Linked DNA regions of Mus musculus: all the other regions are linked to region 4. Evidence: chromatin contacts called from public Hi-C and Micro-C data. All regions are on one chromosome and are shown on one strand. The core of a region is the stretch at or near the end of the contact, and the rest is flanking DNA. Distances in the headings are between cores, read along the strand shown.

Region 1 (4,966 bases), core at 2,334-4,833, 340 kb before region 4:
GACACACAGTACAAGCTACTTATGAGGCCAGAGGAAGGACATCTACTGAGCTCGAACATGGAGGCTGAGCCACCTCTCTGTTTCCTCCTCCCTCGTAAGCAGTGATCTCTGACCTCCACAAACACCGCTGAGATATTCTCAGCTCAAAGAACAGCCAATCTGAAGCTGGCTTTATACTTGAATATTCTTTTCTGTTCCCTCTGCTGATGAAATTTCAGGTCCAAATCATTAAGATCGGGCTGAACAAAAGCTGCTAGATGAGAGTAATGGCAAAATTGATGTGCAAGGACAATCATCCCCCTGCGCCTGCAACATTTCTAACATCAGGTGCAGAAGCAGTCCTTCAAAGGAAATCAAACGAGTACCTGGTCCAGTACTAATAGTCTCTGAACAGGGTAAGGGCGTGAGTCAGCTCACTCCATCAAGGCCTGCAGAAGGCAGTCTTCACAGTAGTAAAGGCGTTCTCTGACCATCCTTCCAGATAACTAGGAAACAGAAGGTGTGCGGAACAGGATGTATGGGGTAAGAGGATTTCAGAGGGCAGCTGGCTTTCCAGACACATGGCAGACTATCCCCTGAACCAGCTGATAGAAGGTGTCCCATACAGAGGCCCAGTGTGGCTTTAAGACCCTGGCCCTTTTTCTTGAGCTTCCTAAACACATAATCCATAACACAAAACTCCAAGGCTCAGCCATGGTTGTTAGAAAGTCCCAGATTCAATGCTTGCCTTGATAGGAGACCATTCCTGAAGGCTGAAGGCAGCTGCAGTTGAGCCTCCCAGTGGCCCTGAAACTACCTACTTATGCCTGGGACTCATCCTGCATTCCTTGAAGTGAAGCCCTTTCTTCCCTAAGACCTCACTGAACCCTAAACTATGAGAAGGAGAACAGGTTGTCCAGATACCTGTGGCCCTTTGCGTGGGATGGATTGACTCAAAATAACCCAGGGCCATGTGGGATACACAGGACCATGTGGGAGGCAGCAGGAGTATCGTGGAAACCGTGGAAACCGAGAGGGAATCACCATGGCAACCAGCTCTCTAGCCCTCTCTTCCCTGTGGCGTGGTCTAGACTTCCTCTCTCCAGAACCTGTGGCCTGAGCCTCTTCCATACTGCGCTGCAGGACCTAGCAGGTCTCTGTAGATTTGCAGAGTTGGGCAAAAATGAACATTTGGTATGTAGTCTCTGCACTCAAGGAGGAGCCCAAAGCCCACAACCTTTCCAGAGCCTCGGGTCCAACACTATTGGAAGGTTTCTTTCCCCCCAGAAACAAATAGTTAGGATAAAGTCATAATAGATAAGGGTAGGCACCGCAAACAATGACAGGTCTTTTTATAAGTAAGAAAATGGAGTCAGGAAGATTCACGGGGGTGAAGTATAAGAGGACAGAAGGGCAGGCAGAGCCCGGAGCAGAGTAGCCATAGTCAAAGAATGCCAATGAGGGAGAGCCAAAGAGGAGCTGGAGAGAGGGTAGGAGAGGGTCTCCAGTGTGCCTGGGCTGGTTCACACACTTCTGAGGGCAGAGCCAGGTGTGGTACGACTGTCGGAAGGACCAGGTGGTAGTGCTTTGCTCCAGCAGTCGTAGGAGAATCAGGCAGTACCACGGGGGTAGAGGATGGCTTTATTTAATTCAGAGTATGCTGTATGGTTCTGCTATTCACTGGAAGCAGCCAGCGATCTATTCCAGCTTGTGAAAGCCCTTTAATACTTTAATACCATAGTGTCTAGAGTCACAAGAGCGATGCTGCTGACATAGGGGAGACAGGGAAAGGAGTGACGATGTTCCGTAAAGGATTTTTTTGTCCTCCTCAAGCCTGTTTCATATGAAATGCAAAAAAAAAAAAAAAAAAAAGCTTAAATTAAAATGAATCACCTGTATTGGCTGACATTTGGGAAAACAGTGATATATCTTCCGTATATAGAGGTATTTTTCATAGAAATGTTCTATGTTAGTGCAATTATACATACGTATGGGTCACAGTGTGCTTATTTGGTGTATGTGTGTGACATGATGACAATTCTGAGTCATGCGCACTTCTCTCTCTTGGACATTTACTATGTAATGTTGGGGACTGGAAGCACCTTAAACTCATTCTTTATAAAATATACAATAAATTATAAATGCTACTTTATCATTCCACACCATTATCAATTTGACACTTTCCCCACACACCCCACCTTTCAATGCCTCCAGTGACCTCTGCTCTGCTCTCAGCTTCTATGTCTTCACTTCCTCTGGCTTCCGCACACGAGCAAGAACATAACACTTGTCTTCCTGAGTCAGGTTTGGTTTATTTAACATTCTTCTGCATAAAAAGAATCATATGTGCTCAGAGGTGTGCTCCTCACAGTCTCTGCCCAACCCTACCCAGACATCAACCGAGTCCCTAAGATGGCCGCTCGCTCATCAGTCTCCTCTTCTTTGCTGAGTTCTGGATATACAGAGGTTTCTCTCCATTGCAGATTACTCCTGTCACAGGGGCGTTTACCACACGGTGGGGGAATCCTGCTTGCTTCCTTGGCTTGGCTCTGGCACTCCCATTAGCCTTGCATATTTGGAAATATTTCCAAGTGGATGGCCCCTCAGAAACACAGGAAAGCCATTCTCAATCCAGAAAGTAGGCTTTGCCAGCCTTGCTTTTGTTTATCCTTGAGCAATTAGTGACATCACATCTTTTACAGAAAGGACTTCCAGGGATGACAAGTCTTGACCTGCGTCGTGTTCCTCGCTGCCTCTTGCGCTGCGGCCTGCTCTCATGGCGTGAGGAGTCCGGTTTACTGGAAGTTTGGGTAAACAGCAATCCTCTGAGTAATTAGGATTCAATTAGGCCACAGCTTCATGTCTGCGTGAATCAAGCTCTTACCCAACCCCTGGGAAGAATTAAATAGGTCAGGCCTCTGTTTACAGAGCAGAGCCATGCTGGCGGCTGCAGGCCGTGTTCAAGTTATCCCTAGTAGCTAGAGGAAGCCCATCCATGGTCTCATGTTGGGCCTTGTGAAAGTGGCTGAGCCAAGGCCAAAGGATGGATCCATCCTCTCCGACATGGTCTGTGGGAGGGTCCACAGCACACTGGTCTCAAGTTTCCTGGCCAATTTTGGCTTCTCCTTTCCCTGGCTGGGCACTACACAGGCAAGGGGCCAGATCTCCTTATGCTGACTGTGAGGAAGGACCAGCCCTGCCCTGTGAGTGACAAGCTCACAGCCACTATCCTCGTAGGCAGTCTTACCGCAAAGGACACCTATAGTGAGTCTCCCTGCTGACTAATGTCTAAGCTGCCTCACAGTTCCCAATCATGTATTAGATTTTGAAAAGTATACATGTGTTCACATGTACGTTTCTACACATATGACGGCAGGAGGCACTCTTCAGTGACGTTCATTCCTGCCATGCTGGCTGACTTGCAAACCCCAGAGATCCACCTGTCTCTGTCTCCCTGTCCTGGGATCACAAGTGTGGCCTCCAGTCCTGGTTTTTTTGATGTTTGCTTTTTTTTTTTTTAATGAGAGTTCTAGAGATCACACTCAGCCCTCATGCTTGTAAGACCAGTACTTTATGGCCTGAGTCATCTCCATAGTCCCTCAGATATTTTAAATATAGTTTCCCCCGTACCCACAGAGTACTCATTCTTGGAATTCCTCTGTCAGCTCCATAACACAGTCTGTGTGTTTGACTTCTCTTATATAGAATGGTCTATGCGCATCCCCCCTGTGTATTTTAATCACCGTTAGATTAGTTATAATAATCAGTATGAATGTGATATATAAGCCTCATAACCTGCTTAGAAAACAGTGGTGGGAACAAGTCAGCAGAGATGCATTTTTTTTTCCTTGAATAAGTTCTGCCCACAGTTGGTGGGATCAGTGTATGAAGAACTTACAGAAGGGGAGGGTCCATCTGAGACTGGAAAGGACAGAGACCAGAGCCTGGGCTATGAGCTCACTACCTACACCCAACCATAGCGGACGCTTTGCTCCACTGCTCTGCACACACCTTCTAAGAAGAAAAGCAATCTCTAATGCAAACACAAGGTCACGGTGACAAATGGCTGGAGTGAAATTGCTCTGATCATTTCTGTGTGTTTGTTTTTGTTGCTGGTTTTATCGTTTGGTTTTGTTTTCAGTCTCTAGGGTCTGTCCTGACACCTTTTGGTCCTGCGGCAGTGATGTGCACGTCTCCTGGGCTAAGTCGATCTTGTTAGATGTTTACCAGCTGCCGGATGCACGTCTGTTTTTACTACTATTGTTTGATTGTTTTGGGTTTTTTTTTGCTTTGTTTTGTTTTGTTTTTTTACTTTAACATTTTTTCACTCCTGTCTACTTCATGTTTATTTTTTCCTCCTTCCTATTCTGGGATTTAATTTTTCATCTCTTAACGTGAAAGGTTAGATCTTTTCTTAGCTGTTTCCCACAAATTTGAACATGCTGTGTTGTTATTCTCATTTAGTTCAAAATAGTGTTAATCCTTCCTGTGACTTCTTCTCTGACCCATGAGCTATGTTGTTTAACTTCCAAATATTTGGGGATTTTCCAGATTCTTCTGTTGTTGACATATTAAATTCTGCTGTGGGCAGAATATAAACTTTGTATGATTTCAGTTCTCTTAAATCTGCTGAGGCCTGCTCTTGGGTTCAGCACATGATCTGTCTGAGTGCACATACAAAAAATGTACATTCGTTCTGTACCTGTCCTGGTCGACACGGTCACATCCTCTAGTCATCTTGGCAAACAGCGATTTTTAGACCTAACATAATTTTTTTTTAACAACTGTTTGTTTGTTGAAACTTTCAGTTGTGTGTGTGTGTGTGTGTGTGTGTGTGTGTGTGTGTGTGTGTGTAATGTGGAAGTGCTCATACCATAGTGCACATATGGTGGTCAGGGGACAACTTTGTGGAGTTAATTCTCCCCTTCCACTTTTCTGTGGGTTCCAGGAATTGAACCCAGATCACCAGGGTTGCGCAGCAAGTACC
Region 2 (5,429 bases), core at 1,227-3,726, 310 kb before region 4:
TAGTTTCATAGACCAAGGGAGCCCTACATTTGCATAGTCTAAGCTCCCAGTCACAGCAGGCCACCCACTTAGTAAGGCCCAAGGAAGCTTGACCCCAAGTGCCTGGGATTCCTCAGGGTTCCGCCCTCCCTTTCTCCTCCCTGACACACCCAGTCTAAACTCATGGGTTCAAGTCACAGACAGAGAAGATCCTTGGAGTTTTGGCGGGTCTCCTGGTTACTGCCTGGATCCTTAATCTCTACCAGAGTTCTCCATTCTCCTGAAACCTTTGCTGCCACTGAGTTCTGGCCACCCACCTGGGAACCTCTGTGAGTGTCAGCTCCCCATGTGGACAGCAATCTCTGCCTTGTCCTCCACAGAGCTTTCCTGGACACCATGTGGTTCTGGAACATTTCACTGTCCCATCCATCCCTCCTCCTTCAGCCTCTTGTTGGCAGAGTAACACAGTGCTCAGACTACTTCAGGAGCTTCTACACTGTCTTAACCTCCAATGTGTCTGCATTCTTCTATTAACACAGTCTGAAGCCCCAAAGGCTACGTCATCCCAATGGTGATTTGGAAGGTAGGTTTCTGTCAACCAGAACCCCTTATAAACCGTGGTGCCTGGACAACCCCTTCCTGGTTGGGTTGGACTTTGTCTGTCATTGTTGCCTTTCTTAGATGACCTGCCATAGCTTCAGTCTTTCTCCACGGTTTCCTGTCAGGGTAGCAGATTAGACAGAGGTCGGGGTTAGGGAGGAATCTAGCTTGCTTTATTCTGCAGCTCAGACTTGCCTGCTCCTTGCTTTTGGGGCAGAGGGGAAGTTCAGGCAAGGTCTAGCCATGGATCCCACACTGGCCTCCAACTCATGATCTTCCTGCCTCAGTCTCCTGAGACCTGAGATCGCAAGCGTGTGCCACCGCATTTCCAGTTTTAGAGACCAAATGAATCAAACCCTTCATTTTGTAGACAGAGATACAAAGGCTTAGTTGCAGCAAAGAACTGTTGGAAGACCACACATATTCACAGCAAATGTCATGGTGCCGATATCCCAGTTCTCAGGTGCTGTGTGGGGATTTACTCAGTCAGGACACTACACAGAGCCTACCAGCTCACCGGAGGAAGAAGGAAAAACAAGGTGGATCCTGCTAAGCAAGAGCACTTAAAGGTCACAGCCATCCATTGCTGATGAGAAAAAACAACGAAATGGGAAGTCTCCCAGTCACAGGGTGAAGTAGTTACTGGACCTGAGATGGAGCAGAGCTTGGGTGCATGGCATGACGCAGCTGGCAAGCCACCGAGGCCAGAAACAAAAGGAGGAGTGCCAGGATCCCACACCTGTGAACTGAGTGGACTATTTTATGTATGTAAGTACACTGTCGCTGTCTTCAGACACACCAGAAGAGGGCGTCAGATCCCATTACAGATGGTTGTGAGCCACATGGTTGCTGGAAATTGAACTCAGGACCTCTGGAAGAGCAGTCATTGCTCTTAGCCACTGAGCCATCTCTCCAGCCCCTAATGTGAACTTTTCAAACCATGTTTAGTGTGGGGCATTGTGGGATATCGTAGACATCTTAATGTGATAAGAAGAAACCAGGTTTGGTACCTAGGCAAGTACTCTAACCACTGAGCAACAACCCACCTCAATACCTCAATTTTTAGAAAAGCCTTGGACCACCTTGCTGCTGGTAGCCAGTAAAAGAAGGTGGCAAAAAAAAAAAAAAAAAAAAAAAAAGGCAGACAGGAGAAGCCCTTCCCATAACCACACCCACACCCACCCCACTCCCAGGCAGCACACAGAGGCAGCAGCAGCAGGTAGGTCCAGCTCTCATGCACTGCCTCCCCAGCGTGCCTCCTCACAACCTAGTGTGCCCTGGTTGCTAACCCTATTCGGTGCACCTTCCTCTCTGTTTTGTCTACCTGGAGCTTCGGTGGAAAGTGTCACTGTGTGCTCTCAAGCCCAGAGAATGGAGTCTAAAGGGCCTGCTTGCCCCGGGAAGAACGAGGAAACCTTGCTTGAAATTCGGGACACCAGCTCCTTGATGGTGTGAAGGATTATCTCTGGTCCTCACCCTAACAAGCCTCTCACCTGTAGGCAGTGCAGGCCTGCCTCTGCCCAGCTTCATCTAGAATCTGCTAGACTTGCAGGGCACTGAGGGGCAACAGTGAGCCCGGGATCAGATGGTGAAGGGTGCAGATCAGCTTCTGGATCCCTGGACTGGGGACAGGTGGGTGTGGGTCGAGGCTAGGGGAGGAGAGGGGAGGGGGTAGGAGGTGGAGGGAGGGAGTACACTGGAGGTGGAGGAGAGGTGAAGTTTTCCAGGGATCCCAACAAAGAAGAGAAGCAATTTCAAGCTGTTCCAGAGGAGGGAAGAAAAGAAACTTAAACTGGAGCCAGTTGGAAGCTCATTTCTTTCATGCCGGCTTGACTGATCCTGTGTGGGCGGCACAGCTCCTGGCAGCAACCGACTGTGTGTGGGTGGTGTTCTCAGAACAAAAGTTCACTGCTGCCGCCAGAGCCAGCACCTAAGCAAGGGATTTTGTCCCCTTACAGTCACTGCGGGAGTGAAGCCCAGGTCCACGCACTAGACACGTATACCCTGCACACGCACACCACAGCACACACAACATACAACACACACCACATGACACACACACACCACACGACATACACAGACCCATATCCCTCACACACATACCACACCACACACACACACCAGGGCACACACACCACATCATACCACATACCCACACACCACACACATCCCCACATACCATATACCACGCACCCCAACACACCAACCATACCACACACTACCCACATTGTACCACACTATAAGACATACAACACATACATACATACATACACAGCGCACACACACACACACACACATATTATACATACATACACAGCACACACACATATAATATACATACATACATACTATATATACAACAGACCACACACATATATATACACACCACACATACTGCATGTACCCCTCCCCCACAGCCCCCCCCCACACATACACATAAACACACACACCCCACATGCACTTAGAGCATGCATACCACTTCTTCCCACCCCCATCTTTCTGCACCCACTGAGGTCTTACCCATGTGAGTGAGAGCTAGCCTGTCAGGCCTCCAAGGGAAGAACAACATTAAAGCCCAGAGCAGCTATAGCTTTCACTATAATGAGCACAGGCTTTCATGAGCTCTGAGAGTCTTCAAAGAGCTTGGCAAACACAGACTCATTAAGTCTCCTACATTCTCCCTGTCACAGATGAAGACAGCAGTGGCTTACCCAGCACAGGCTGATCTCAGGCAACAGAGCCTGGCTTCCTGACCCAAGTGACACAGCCCCTGAAGCCCTGCTCCATCTTAGGAAAGAGTCAGGTAGGAAGGTTGGAAGCCCAGGACCAGCTCTGTGAAAGCAAAACTGAGGAGCAGGGACAAAGACAAAGTGACTGGTGACAGGTGTCAAAATCTCCTCTCACACAAGTGAGGATGCTGGCCAAGCCTCCCTGAGGGCTGAGCTCACTGGGTGCCTTCCTCTGTGAGGAGAGCTTGCTGGACTTCAGCTACAGGCTGAGCCATAGCCTCCTCCACCCTCCTTCCTGTATAGGCAACATGGGAGACACGGCATTGGAAAGCTGGGTCTAGCACATTCCCTTCCCAGGGGGTGACTCATGGTCACCCATCAGCACACCTCATGCCCAGGCTGGGTCTCACAAGTGCCTCAGAGGATGGCCCTCTTCCTCCATGCCAGAGGGAGAGTCCAGGAGTTGTGTGTGCTTACTAAAGGCCCAGGAAGATGCTTCCCTGCAAGTGCAATGGGAAGAAAACCATTCTCATCCGGGAAAGCAGTTCAGGAAGAGATGTTTCTACACTGTCTTTCCGTGAATGCTGAGCCAAGCCCCTCCCCGACCGCCACCACTGTTCCTGTCCGTTAGCTGGCCAGGGCTTAACTGGAACAAGGTCTCCATGGGAAGAACATATAGCCTCTGGCTCCCAGTTCCCAGGATGCTGCTGGTGATAAGAGCTGTCTACCTCAAACCCAAGTGCAGCACATATACACGCAGTACCTTCCTTCAGAGCTAGGGCTGTTTGCTGTGTGATTACCTGAGCCAGAAAGACAGCAGCAGAGATGCAAGCTTTGAGGAGGCACCGGGAACTACTGAGGGTGTTGTTCTTGGCTCCTCAGTAGAAACCTTACCCATTTCCATTTCTTCTAAAGCCATCCACTCTACAAATGCCACTTTCAGTGCTAGGCATAAACCCAGGGCTGACACTTCAGTGTGTGTGTGTGTGTGTGTGTGTGTGTGTGTATGCATGTGTGTATGTACAAGCATGGTATGAGTGTAGGGGAGAACTAAGGGATACACTCTATGTATGTATATGTATGTGTTCCTATGTGTGCATGTGCACATTCTAAGCATGTGCAGGTATGTATTTTTGTGTGTGAGCATGTGCATTGTGTAGAGGCCAGAGAACAAACTTGGGTGTCGTGAGTGTGTGTGTGTGTGCATGTGTGTGTACATGTATTCATGTGCGCATGTGCATGCATGTGAGTATTGTGAACAGCTAGGGAGTATGCTCTATGTATGTGCATGTATGTGTTCCTGTGTGTACATGCATGCATTCTAAGCATGTGCAGATATGTGTTTTCATGTGTATGCATGTACATTGTGTGGAAGCCAGAGGACAAACTTGGGCGTTGTTCTTTCTCGGTGCCATTTATCCTGTTTTCTGATACCTGGTCTCTCACTGGGACCTGAGGCTTCCTGAGAAATCTGCCTGGCTCCCCCTCCCTGGTGTAGAAAGAGCGTACAACCACGGCCTGGCGTTTTCCTAAGTGCCTGTGATTGAACTCCGTTGCTCCTGTTTGTACTTTGCTAGCTGAGCCGTCTCCCCGTGAGACACTGTTCTCAAGGACAAGTGTTACTGGGTGAACTGAATGAAGATCTTCAACCAGCTGGGTGGGAAGGCTATATTAGCAAAATGCAAATGCGTATTTCTGAGCAACCAAACCAACCTTGGATGCAATCAGTGCTGTTGTCGGAAGCTCGGAACTGAGTGTTTGTAAACAGTAGCAGCTGGCTATACCACCAGGAGCTCAGGAGTTTAGGCTCTGCCTCTTCGGTTGCCTGCCCATTGAACACAGGTTGAGCAGCCCCAGTGTAGAATCCAGTGTTCCTGTAGCTGACAACAAAGTCCCTCCCAAGGGGCCTGTGACCATCAAATTAAATGTGGTCTGGAGGTCTTGGTCAGCGTCACTACTTCTCTTAGCTCTGGAATTTTTTCTTCCAGAATCAGTTCTATGTGCCTCACCCCCCCCCCCAAAAAAATCAAATAATTATTGGTTATTTGAGTTGGGGTATTAACCAAAACAATGCCTGCCTGTAAGGGCACTGAAATTTGTGGTTTTGTCATCTAGGTATTT
Region 3 (5,058 bases), core at 1,933-4,432, 270 kb before region 4:
GTGACTCTGGAATTGGAGCCTCTTGCTCTGCTCATGTGAACAAAAGACGTACTCCCTCTTGGCCAAAAATATTGTAGAAAGTAGAAGTGGTAGCTCATACTGCAATTACACTACTCAAATGGAGCTGAAGCAGGGGGATTACTGTGAGTTCAAGGACTACTGGGGCTACAGACCCAAACCCTCTCACAAAATATAAAATAAAAACAAAATGTAGCAATCCAAAAAAAAAAAAAAAAAGTGTTTGCTCACAATAACATAGAAGTGAAAATGACCCAATTGTGCACTATTGGGAACATGGATAACTAATTCATACCAACAAAGAATGGTTGGTCAAGAAGGGAAATCTGACACATGCCCAAGCTCATGGGACTTAGGTGCATGACTGTGGGAAAGAAGTCAGTCACAAAGGCCAGAGGCTACACGATTCCCTTCTGCAGGCTATCTGGAGGTTGCAGATTTATAGAAGCAGAGGAAAAGGATAGCCTTCAGGGCCTTGAGGAGAGGGCCATGGGGGAAGGGGTTGGGGGAAAGACCCCCAAGGGCTGGGGAAGAGGACTCCCGGGGTCTGGGGGAGAGACCCCTCCCAAGGGGCTGAGAACTCCCTGGGGGCTGGGAAGAGAGCCAGGAAAAACTGCTTGATGAAAAAAATTAGTTGTTTTTAAAGATTTATTTATTTATTTTATGCATATGAGTACACCACCATTGCTCTCTTCAGACACACCAGAAGAGGGCATCAGACCCCATTACAGATGGTTGTGAGCCATCATGTTTTTGCTGGGAATTGAACTCAGGACCTCTAGAAGAGCAGTCGGTGCTCTGTGCTCTTAACCACGGAGCCATTTCTCCAGCCCACAATTTAGTTTTACAGACAGAAAGTAACCGGACACAGAGAACAGAGAAGGCCACACAAGTAGGATGTATGTCAACTGCTGTGCTCCTAGCTGTGTAGGTGGTAAACCTCAAGTCATAGACATTTTACTCCCAACCAAGAGTGAACCAGGCACGGTAGCTCACACTGATGATCCTAGCAGAGGCAGAAGCTGGATGGCAGGATGGAGGCTAGCCTGGGATTTTTTTGTTTTTTTTTGTTTCAAACAAAGAAAATAACAAAGTCAGTGTGCTTGGGCTTCTTTCTCCTTTTCCACCTTGCAACTTAGTGGCTGAGTGAAAAAGAAAACCAGTGACACTGTGGATCCAAGTCCTCTAGCAGGCTTCCTCTACCAAATCTCCTCCAGCAGGCTGCCAGGCTGCTCTCTACTCTGACTGCACTGCACATTTGAACACTCTTGATAGGTAGAGGGGAATTTGCCTTAAAATGGCCAAGGGGTCTACCCTACAAACTAAGTTGTAAACGCTGTAGCGGAACCTAGTACAGTTATGTCCTGAGGACTCCATCCTGTGCAGGAGCTGAGAATCAAAAACGGACAGGTGCTTGAATGGAACCAGTAACTCACATTCACTAGGCCAACGTGTCTATATCCTGCGGAACACAGCTGAGTGCTTCATGATCACAGAATCATGGCCATCAGCTGTGCTGAATTAAATAATATCCTTGCCTGCAGCAGTGCTAGCATGGATCCTGTACTCTGAGGAACACAAGTTCTGTTCTGTTCTTTCTTTCTTTCTTTCTTTCTTTCTTTCTTTCTTTCTTTCTTTCTTCCTTCCTTCCTTCCTTCCTTCCTTCCTTCCTTCCTTCCTTCCTTCCTTCTCTTCTTCTTCTTCTTCTTCTTCTTCTTCTTCTTCTTCTTCTTCTTCTTCTTCTTCTTCTTCTTCTTCTTCTTGACTCACTGTGCCATAGAGAATGGCCTTGACCTTCAGATTCTCCTGTCACCACCTTCTGAATGTGTGCTGAGGTCACAAGCATGTGCAGCCAGGCCCCGTTTTTATGCAGCCTGGGGAATTGAACCCAGGGCTAAGCAAACATTCTACCAACTGCACTATGCCCCTAGACCCCAAACTCCTGTTCTAAGGCTCAGTGATTGCCATCTTGAAATTCCTAAGTCCTGAGCATGGAGTCCATATTTTCCTTTGGCACCAGGCTCTCTGTGAATTGCATGACCTGTCTGTCATTCCTACAAAAGCTAGCTGGTATTCTAGGTCAGGGTCCACAGAAGAGAGCTTTAAGGAAAGGTGGACTTGGGAGCTCACAATCTGGATAACACCCAGAGAGACAAAGCTGACCATCCCAGGAACTTCAGGTCTACCAGCAACTGACCAAGTGATTAGCTGCTGCTCCCTGAACTGCCTGCTGAGAGGGGAAAAGACTCAGGTCATGGAATAAGAAGGATTTCTCTGGAGTGTGAGCATGCTCAAGCTGATAGAAAATAGAGAATCTAAGACATAATCTGGATGTTCAGTGGGCCATAGAACAGAGCCAAACTATAGAGAAAACAGCGTCTTGGGAGATGAGCTCAGGCCTGGCCCTGGGCTAGACATGAAGCATCAAAGTCCCTCCACCCAACCCCCCTTCTATCCCTAGGGCTTTCACTCTGATGAAGACTAGCTCAATGGCCCACAATAGGCAGCTGCCATTTGAGGGGTTCCTGCTGCTTCCTATTTCACAGGAGTTATCTCAAGTCCTTCCCAAAATTGCTGTTAATTGACCCATTTTCCAGATAGGGACCCAGAGGATCAGAATCCCTTTGCAACTGTCCCATGGTGACAAGGTCAGTTGGCAGGAGAAGGAATGTGAATTGGGGTCTTAGCTTTTGAAATGTGGATTTAACCTTGAGCAAGTGCTACATGGCTGAATATTGTCAGTTTCCTAAGGCAGCTCCCACTGAGCTCATTCATACGAGCTGAGTGAACCCATGGATGGATCAAGATCATTCTACATTCTGAAAATCGGCATGCTGGGCAAACAGTTCCCTTAAGGACAAAGAAAAGCAGAAAAAAATAATAATAAGCACAGCAGTCCTGGGTGAGAGCATTGTTGAATCAAAACCCTTGTCTCACCCTGAGCCAGCCTGCTTGACAAATGAGTTAGCTGGCCTGGTCACGGCACCCTGTAGAAGGATAAGCAGACAGCTGCCCTCCAGGTAATGAATCTGCAAGGCTATGGCTGACTGCCTAGGAGTAAAGGTGGGGCAGAGTGCAGGGAAAGTGTAGGTTCTCAGAGCACTGCAGCTTGTGAGCTTTCGATGTGCCACCCACGGCCTGGGCACCAGGCAGTCAGTTGCTGTGATCTGGCACACAGCCTGCAGATAGCTTTGCATGCCAGCAAGCTGGGTTTCCCTAATCAAACACTACCCTGGACATCGGCCACCAGTCTCTCCAGCCTCGATGGAAATGTACCACCTCCCTAAGATGTTGCATGGAAAGTTACATGGTCATTGCCTCACAGGAGCCTCAGAAAGCACACAAAGCACACATCCCACAGCAATCCCAAACCATCCAGCATTTCATCATTTTTTTAAAAGTCTGTGGGTGGAGGGGAGCAAAAAAATCATGAGGTCCGTGAGTGGATGACTCACTGGAGACAAAATGACAAGGCAGTTTCTGAACAGATGGAGGACGGGACACTGGGCAGATGCTGCCCTGGGCTCTCACGTGCACTCACTCACTCGTTCATTCATTCATCATTCATTCATTCATTCATCCATTCAGCTGAGTGTTCCTAGTGCCAGCTGGGCACTGTGGCGGGCACCTGGGAAGGGGCAATGAAATAAAACAAAACAAAACAAATCTCTCTTCCCTTGGGCCCCCACTCTATGACAGAGAGAAGAAATGGACAGAACATGTGTTTGGGGTGATGAGAGCTGAGGGGTGACATCAGTAGGATGGGAGAACTGCCTCAGTGGAAAGGAGATGAGAGATGAACTTTGTGGCAAAGGGATGTGGTCTATCCAGGCAGGGGAGACGACATGGCCGAGAGAGAATTAGAGTCAGTGTGGCATAGGCATGACTCGGAAGAAGCAGAATGAATGAAAACGGGCAAGCAGGAAGGGAGTGCAGAAGGCCCGGGGATCTCTGGGGACATGTGGGCAGCAACTCTGACAGGTGGCAGCTACTGTTCTATGCAAAGGATGCACGTGAGTGGACTCACATCTGTCCAAGGCTGAGAGGAGGTAGGAATGAGAATGTGGCTTCTGTCTTGGTGCAGAATGATGGAGCAGATGATCTAGGGCCACTGCCAGTAGCCAGGTATTCATGTTGTGGTGCAGGGTTGGGCACCTCTCAGCACCTCAGGAGACTTGTGGCATTGCCTCCCTAAAATGGTCCTAGGTGGTGGAAGTCCACATGTGGACCTTAGCCAGTCTAGCAGGTTCCCCGAGCCATGTTAGTTCTATTTCCAGTGGTCCTGGAATGAAGTCACTCTGTGTTTGACTTCACACGGTGACTGCTGAGGTGGAGGAGTCCACGTTGGGTATATGACTGCCGCTGTGTGCCTACCGTGTGTGTGTGTGTGTGTGTGTGTGTGTGTGTGTGTGTGCGCGCGCGCGCCCACGCAGGAGGAAAGTGTGTAGGGTCAGCACTCATTCACTCTAAGGAGAGTCTGTTTCTCAGATCATAATTTGGGATAAGAAACAGAAGAGCCTCAACAACTCTCGGAGCTTCTCACTCTAGACTTATCAAAATGAAAATAGAAGTCACAACCATAGAACTTACAGACGTATTTCCTTTCTCAAGCCATGCACGTGTGGTGGGTTTAGCCAGACAAATCGGCAACCACATGAAAAGAAGTGACTTACACTGGGACTCATAGCAAACCGCTGAAGTGCAAACGTTCCAGATGCCCCATGAGCTAACCTCAGGAACCACAAGTTAGCCTTCTGCACCAGTACCTAGGACAAATATCTAATCCATCACCACCCGTAGGACACATGGGACCCAGGACAGCTATGGATGAAGCCCAACACTAAATAAGAAACCTACTTCAAACACTGTGCACATTGTTTTTCAAGTTCAGGTTTTCACAAACTGTCTGGTTCTCCAATAAGCTGAAATGCTGGCCACCCAGGAAACTCTATGTCTGGTGAACTCTATGTTCCCTTTATGCAACTGGACTTCTGAACTGAAGTTATTCCATGTAAGAAAGCCTTTTGATAAGACCTAGGC
Region 4 (5,427 bases), core at 1,086-3,585:
AAAAAACAAAAAAGACAAAAGAAAAGGGCATTGCATGCCTGTACATGTGTGCCATGGCTTGAGGGTGGAATGCAGAGGCCCACTTGTGGAAGTAGGATCTCTCCCTCCTCCACTCGGGGTCCCCAGGAGTAAACTCACATCGTTAGGGGTAACAGAAAGTAGTTTTATAGATAAGTCATCTTACCCACCTGAACATTTGCTTCTTAAAAATAACTCTCAAAAGTCAAATTAAACAACAAACCAGCAACCCCGTTTTACTCAGCAACTGCACCTGTCACGGCCAACACCTGGCTGTGGAAAGGACAATGGTAGAGGCTCTAGACCAGTGGTCCTCAGCCTTCCTAACGCCGCGGCCCTGCAGCCCTGCACAGTTCATGTTGGGGTGACCCCCAACCATAGTTATTCTCGTTGCTACTTAACTGTAATTTTACTACTGTTATGAACTGCAATGTCGATATCTGACATGCAACCCCCCCAAAGGGTGGGTCCCGTGGGTTGAGAACCGCTGCTTTAGCACTCCTGCCCTGTTCTGCTGAGCCCTCTAGTTATCCAGTTAACTCCTTAGCCCTGGAAAACAAGGTATAGAGAATGAACTGCCCACATGCATGACTGACGCCCTGGCTGACTTTTTGTTCACTACTGGTCTTGGACACATGGTGAAGTCAGTGAGCTCTCCTGTAATCCCGACCCAGCAGAGGATGAGTGAAGCAGGACTGCAAGTCCAAGCCAAACGGGGCTGTGCAGCCAAACATCAACAGCACACACTCATCTCAACCTTCTGTAACCAATATGCTCAGTGTGAGTCTTTTATCTTAAAATTGTCGAAGATATTCTCCTGCAACATTTGTGCTTCGTTAACGATAAACACCCAAAGCCTCTGTTACCTGGATAAAACTCAACTATACACAAGAACCTCTAAGCAAGTAGGGAAAATAAGGCAAAGGAAAATAAATGTAATCCGCAAGTTACCACTCCTCGGAAATGTTAAGACAGGCACACACAACTGCTTCTGAGAGCTTAGTCCGAGCTCTCAGAAGCAGGAAATGAATTCAAGGCCAGCCTGGCCTACCCGAGTTCAAGGCAAGACAGTGGTACGTAATGACACCCTGTCTCAAAAAATAAATACACCGACTGACGGATGTCAACTTAAAGCCTGAACCGCTACATACAGCAAGATCAAGTGTGAGCCAACTTTCTAAAGGCAGTCAACACACAGTGCACGGGTCGGGGAAGCAGGGGTGCCGCACTGACATATTCACCACGGAGAACTCTGTGCGATCCTACAGAGGAAGGGAGTACAGTACAGGAAGGGGCCATTTCTCCACCTTGGGAGACTAAGGACTCTCTCTCTATTCCTGGGGAACAAGAGGTCTGAAAGTCTGGGCGGGGCAGAGAAAGGAGAGACCAATGAGAGCTCGAGTTACAAATCGGGAAGGGAGAGAGATGAGAGCGCCCCTCTCAGTGGCTGGCGGCCGCACCTGGAGCCCCAGCCCGGCCGCGAGCCAGGGGCGCCCCCGCCTGCGCCCGGCACCGCCCCCAAAACCATTTTCTGCCAAATCCCGCCCCCCACCCCGCCACCGCGAGCCCTCGGGGGTCGGGCCCGTCGCCCCGGGACGCCGGACCACCAGAGACCACCCCCGGGCGCGGCCCCGCGGCGCCCGCAGGGGAGCAGAGACCCGGCTGGGGGGCGCGGGCGCGCGGAGGACGCGGGAGCTGCTCACCAATTCCTCGTAGCTCCTGTTGTGCTCGTTGCCCTCCCAGTCCAACCTCTTCGGCAACAGCTGGAATGAGACACGAAAGGCGTCCGGGTGACCACCGCGGCCGGGAGGCCGGGCGGGACCGGGACGCGGGGGCGGGGACGGGGACGCGGGGGCGGCGGACCGACCTGGTACTGCTCCAGCTCCTGCACCAGCACCTGCGGCAGAGAAGACGCGCGGTCAGACCCCGTCAGCTGCCCCGCTCACCCCCGGTTCGTTCGCCCCCGGTTCGCTCGCTCGCCCGCCCGCCCGCTCGCCCAGCCGGCACTCACCTGCGCCGCTCGGCGACACGGGCCAGCTGAGAGGTAGCGGGCGATGAGAAAGTACAGCTCTGCGGGGAGAAGACAGGGACGGTCAGCGGCGGCTGCGCGACACCGGGCAGGGGACGCGCGGCCGTGTCTTACCCGACTCGATGAGAGGCACCGGACGTCGGGCCGGCGAAGGCTCCGCCATGGCGGGGCGCCGGGCGGGAGCGAGCGGACCAGCGAACAAGTGGAGCGCGTAGGCCGCGCCGAGGCCTGACCGGGCCGGCGTACCCCCAGCTCCTCAGGCGCGCGCCGCCGCCGCCATGCCGTGCGCGCCGCGCACCGACGCGTCCGCGGCAGGAAGTCGCGCGGGACCGAGGGGCGGGGAGCGAAGTAGTCCCCCCGCGGGGAGCCGGCGGCGTGGCACGACGCGGATGTGGCTCCTTGGCTGGGAGGCGGGCCTCGCCTCGGCGTCCTGTGCGTCGGGGGCGTGAAGCGCAAAAGGGGGCGGCGAGCCAGCCGGGGCTGCGTCCGCGGGGCGGGGGGTGGGGGGGCTGGGGCGCGCGTGGCCGGATTCCTGCGCGCGGTGAGGCGGCCGCCGGCCTTTGTGCGGCGGCGGAGGCGGTACGGCGAGCTGGAGTGGAGGGGGCGGGGCGGGGCAGGGCAGGGCGGAGCCTGGGAGGACGGTCACCTGGGCTGGGCCTGAAGACCCTGAGGCTGGGGAGGAGCTCTGCAGGAGGGTGGCTGAACCCAGAGCGGAGGCTGCGACACCACCTTACCCGCTGCCCTCCCGACCTCCCGCCGCCCCGCGTCCCGCGCCCCGCGATGGGTTAAAGATGCCCGGTACGGGTGACGGAATCTGGGAGTCCGCGATGACTTGACGGGAACTCAGAGGGCCCGTGGGAAACGGGCTGCGGCCACAAGTGTCAGTCGTTTTGTTGGAGGGGTGGAAGAGTTACAGAAAAATCCCCCTAATTACCGCTCTAGGCTCCTGACCCAACCGGATCTGTTTCACCACGTCCAGTGTGCGCTGACAAGCTCTGACGTAGAGTGCAGAACAGAACTAAACATGGCCATTGTTAGATTTATCGGGCAGCAGAGAGTCAGAAAAAGAGGCCTGACCTCAAACGACCTCGGCTCTTTATTCCCAAACACCAAAAGACAGTCGTCTTCCAACGGGAAAGCGAGCTCCTGTCGCGGGCTAGGGTGCGGCAAGGGAATTGTTTGTGTCTATAAAGAGTCTAGGGTGGTTCGGCTGTTTCTTTTCCTTAGGCTTAGGACATAGTGCTAGGGTGGCTCCGCATTCTTTTCTTAACCCCTGCGCCCCTGCGAAGGGCTGACCGAGCAAGGTCATTTGTAGGAGTCCTGTCTTGTGACCAAGGCGTTGTACCAGCTAGTCATTCTAGTGCCTGCGTGCGGAGGCAGAACGAGGTGTCCCAGTCGTGCCCGGGCAGTGAACCTTAGACTGGCTCCAACTATCAGGTGTATGATCCTAGGCAAATCACTTAACCTCTGTCTCAATTGGCCTTATCTGTAAATTGTAGCCAACAGTGCGGCTCCTTCCAGAGCTCAAGGATTTTATGAACTAATACGCATTTCCAGCCTCTGAGTTGACTTTCATTAATTACATGGAAAGTACATATGAATATGTAGATGGCCCACCTATTCAGAGTAATCCTAACTCAGCAAACACCAAGTGGTAAGATAAAATGGAACAGTAAACTCCACCGTTCCCATGGAAACAGTTTGGCGTCCTTTAAGGGAAAGGTGAACTATAGTGATAAGATTTAGGGCACTGGGATAAAAACCAACTTGCCTGAGGGAAAGGTATGGAACTTTCACTCCTCTGGGGATGTCATGCAACTGAAGGAGAAAGCCAAAGAACTCTGTCATTTACTCGGGGGCTTGCCTGAGTTTGATCCAGAGCAGCACAGAAACAAAGCACCCACTAATCCCAGCACAGGCAGAGGCCAGAGGTTCAGAAGTTCACGGACATGATTATCCACACGGCTTGAGGAGAGCCCCAAGGTACATGAGACCCTTTAAAACAGGTTTAGTTCAAGTATTCGGGGTGACTGATGGACACAACCAGAGAGTCTCCAGCTGAAAATGGGAAAACTGGAACGTTCCAGTCAAGGAGAGGTTGCAAGTTGAGACCAAGATACAGAAAAATATTACTTAGTAAACCTGAGAGAGTAAATCAAAGAGGACCCACTGGAACTGTAGCCATAAGGATAAAGAGATGGACTTGGTGTAGCACCAAGGGAACCTACTGGCAGTAGGCTCACAAGCCATAGTCAAAGTAATAAAGATAGGGCCTGGAGAGATGGCCCAGCGGCTAAGAGCACTGACTGTTCTTCCAGAGGACCTGAGTTCAAGTCCCAGCAACCACACAATGGCTCACAACCCTCTATCGCTCCCTCTGCTGACCTGCAGGTGATACACATATGCACAAACTGGCAAAGCAGACATTCACATAGACTGAAAAGTTAAATCGTTAAGATCCATAACTAGAACAGTTTATTTGACATTCTGATGTGAATATTCCCTTGTGCCATACCGGGTCCTCTGGAAGGTGAAGTGTTATTGACCACTAAAACATCCCCCCAGTTCCTTTAAATGTTTATATAGACCAAGGACGTGTGTATTACATTTCCTAACACTATCATAAAGTAAAGTGTAGTTTTACAAGAATCTTTATCCCAAATGCTAGTCATTGTCTGGAATTAAAGTTCTAATCCTGGGCAGGTAGCATGGTAGCCCTTACAGGAGATCAGAGATGAGGACATGAGACATGTGACTCAGTGGCACAGCACCTAGTGGCACAAGACCTTGGAGTGCCAGCATTGGCTGAGAAAGGAAAGAAGGAAAAAACAGCCCTGGCAGGAGTACAGCTTACACAGCAGCATAAAGACAGCTTTCAGGAGTTGGTTTCCACCACCACCCCCCTTACTCCTGGGTCCTAGAAATTGAACCCAGACCATCAGGCTAAGTGGCAGCAAAGCAACTTCCTTTCTTTTTTTTTTGGGGGGGGGGGGTTGTTTGGTTGGGCGTTTTATGTTTTTTGTTTGGTTTTTTCGAGACAGGGTTTCTCTGTATAGCCCTGGCTGTCCTGGAACTCACTTTGTAGTTCAAGCTGGCCTGGACTCAGAAATCTGCCTGCCTCTGTCTCCCAAGTGCTGGGATTAAAGGCGTGCATCACCACGCCTGGCTTGCAACTTCATCTTCTGAGCCCCCACTCACAAACAACATGCACACAGTTTTCTAGCAAGGTGGACTGTCATCCCACTGAACTCAGTTCAGAGGCCCTGAGGATGCAGAACATACCCACCAGGAAGCAGCAGCAAAGGGGATGCACTACCATGCACTACCCCAGTAGTGGCTGCCTGCCAGACAGAACTCTCCAAGCAAGACTAGAATTGTGT

Evidence for each region. A called contact is a pair of places that touch in the nucleus more often than the background predicts.
Region 1: a contact with region 4 is called in a Hi-C map of centroblasts, with 2.7 times the contacts expected there. The contact joins the enhancer-like site here to the promoter of Brwd1 in region 4. A contact is called at or near these places in 1 of 484 Hi-C or Micro-C datasets (centroblasts), 1 of 115 datasets of contacts at active chromatin or transcription factors (memory CD8 T cells) and 1 of 9 other capture datasets (liver).
Region 2: a contact with region 4 is called in a Micro-C map of embryonic stem cells, with 3 times the contacts expected there. The contact joins the enhancer-like site here to the promoter of Brwd1 in region 4. A contact is called at or near these places in 3 of 484 Hi-C or Micro-C datasets (all in embryonic stem cells), 2 of 115 datasets of contacts at active chromatin or transcription factors (embryonic stem cells and memory CD8 T cells) and 1 of 9 other capture datasets (liver).
Region 3: a contact with region 4 is called in a Micro-C map of B cells, with 2.9 times the contacts expected there. The contact joins the enhancer-like site here to the promoter of Brwd1 in region 4. A contact is called at or near these places in 1 of 39 promoter capture datasets (pre-B cells), 3 of 484 Hi-C or Micro-C datasets (B cells, CD4 T cells and muscle stem cells), 2 of 115 datasets of contacts at active chromatin or transcription factors (memory CD8 T cells and pancreatic cancer cells) and 1 of 9 other capture datasets (adipose tissue).

What each region holds. Positions count from the first base shown.
Region 1 is chr16:95,738,703-95,743,668 of GRCm38.p6, forward strand. No RefSeq gene overlaps it. Among named protein-coding and RNA genes, the nearest start is that of Ets2, 39 kb to the left of the region's middle. Within about 2 kb of position 3,584, at least 64 of the 459 cell types and tissues checked have an H3K27ac peak or open chromatin away from gene starts, as enhancers often do. A contact at or near this core is called in centroblasts and liver, where this site is marked.
Region 2 is chr16:95,767,430-95,772,858 of GRCm38.p6, forward strand. All of the region lies in intron 1 of Gm32130 (a long non-coding RNA gene), which reads right to left. Among named protein-coding and RNA genes, the nearest start is that of Gm41509, 28 kb to the right of the region's middle. Within about 2 kb of position 2,477, at least 123 of the 459 cell types and tissues checked have an H3K27ac peak or open chromatin away from gene starts, as enhancers often do. A contact at or near this core is called in embryonic stem cells, liver and memory CD8 T cells, where this site is marked.
Region 3 is chr16:95,811,534-95,816,591 of GRCm38.p6, forward strand. No RefSeq gene overlaps it. Among named protein-coding and RNA genes, the nearest start is that of Gm32130, 12 kb to the left of the region's middle. Within about 2 kb of position 3,183, at least 121 of the 459 cell types and tissues checked have an H3K27ac peak or open chromatin away from gene starts, as enhancers often do. A contact at or near this core is called in B cells, memory CD8 T cells, muscle stem cells and 1 more, where this site is marked.
Region 4 is chr16:96,080,093-96,085,519 of GRCm38.p6, forward strand. Brwd1 (bromodomain and WD repeat domain containing 1) reads right to left here and starts at 2,336. Exons shown (of 42, transcript NM_145125.3): 1 at 2,162-2,336; 2 at 2,030-2,088; 3 at 1,886-1,915; 4 at 1,722-1,781. The coding sequence starts at 2,210.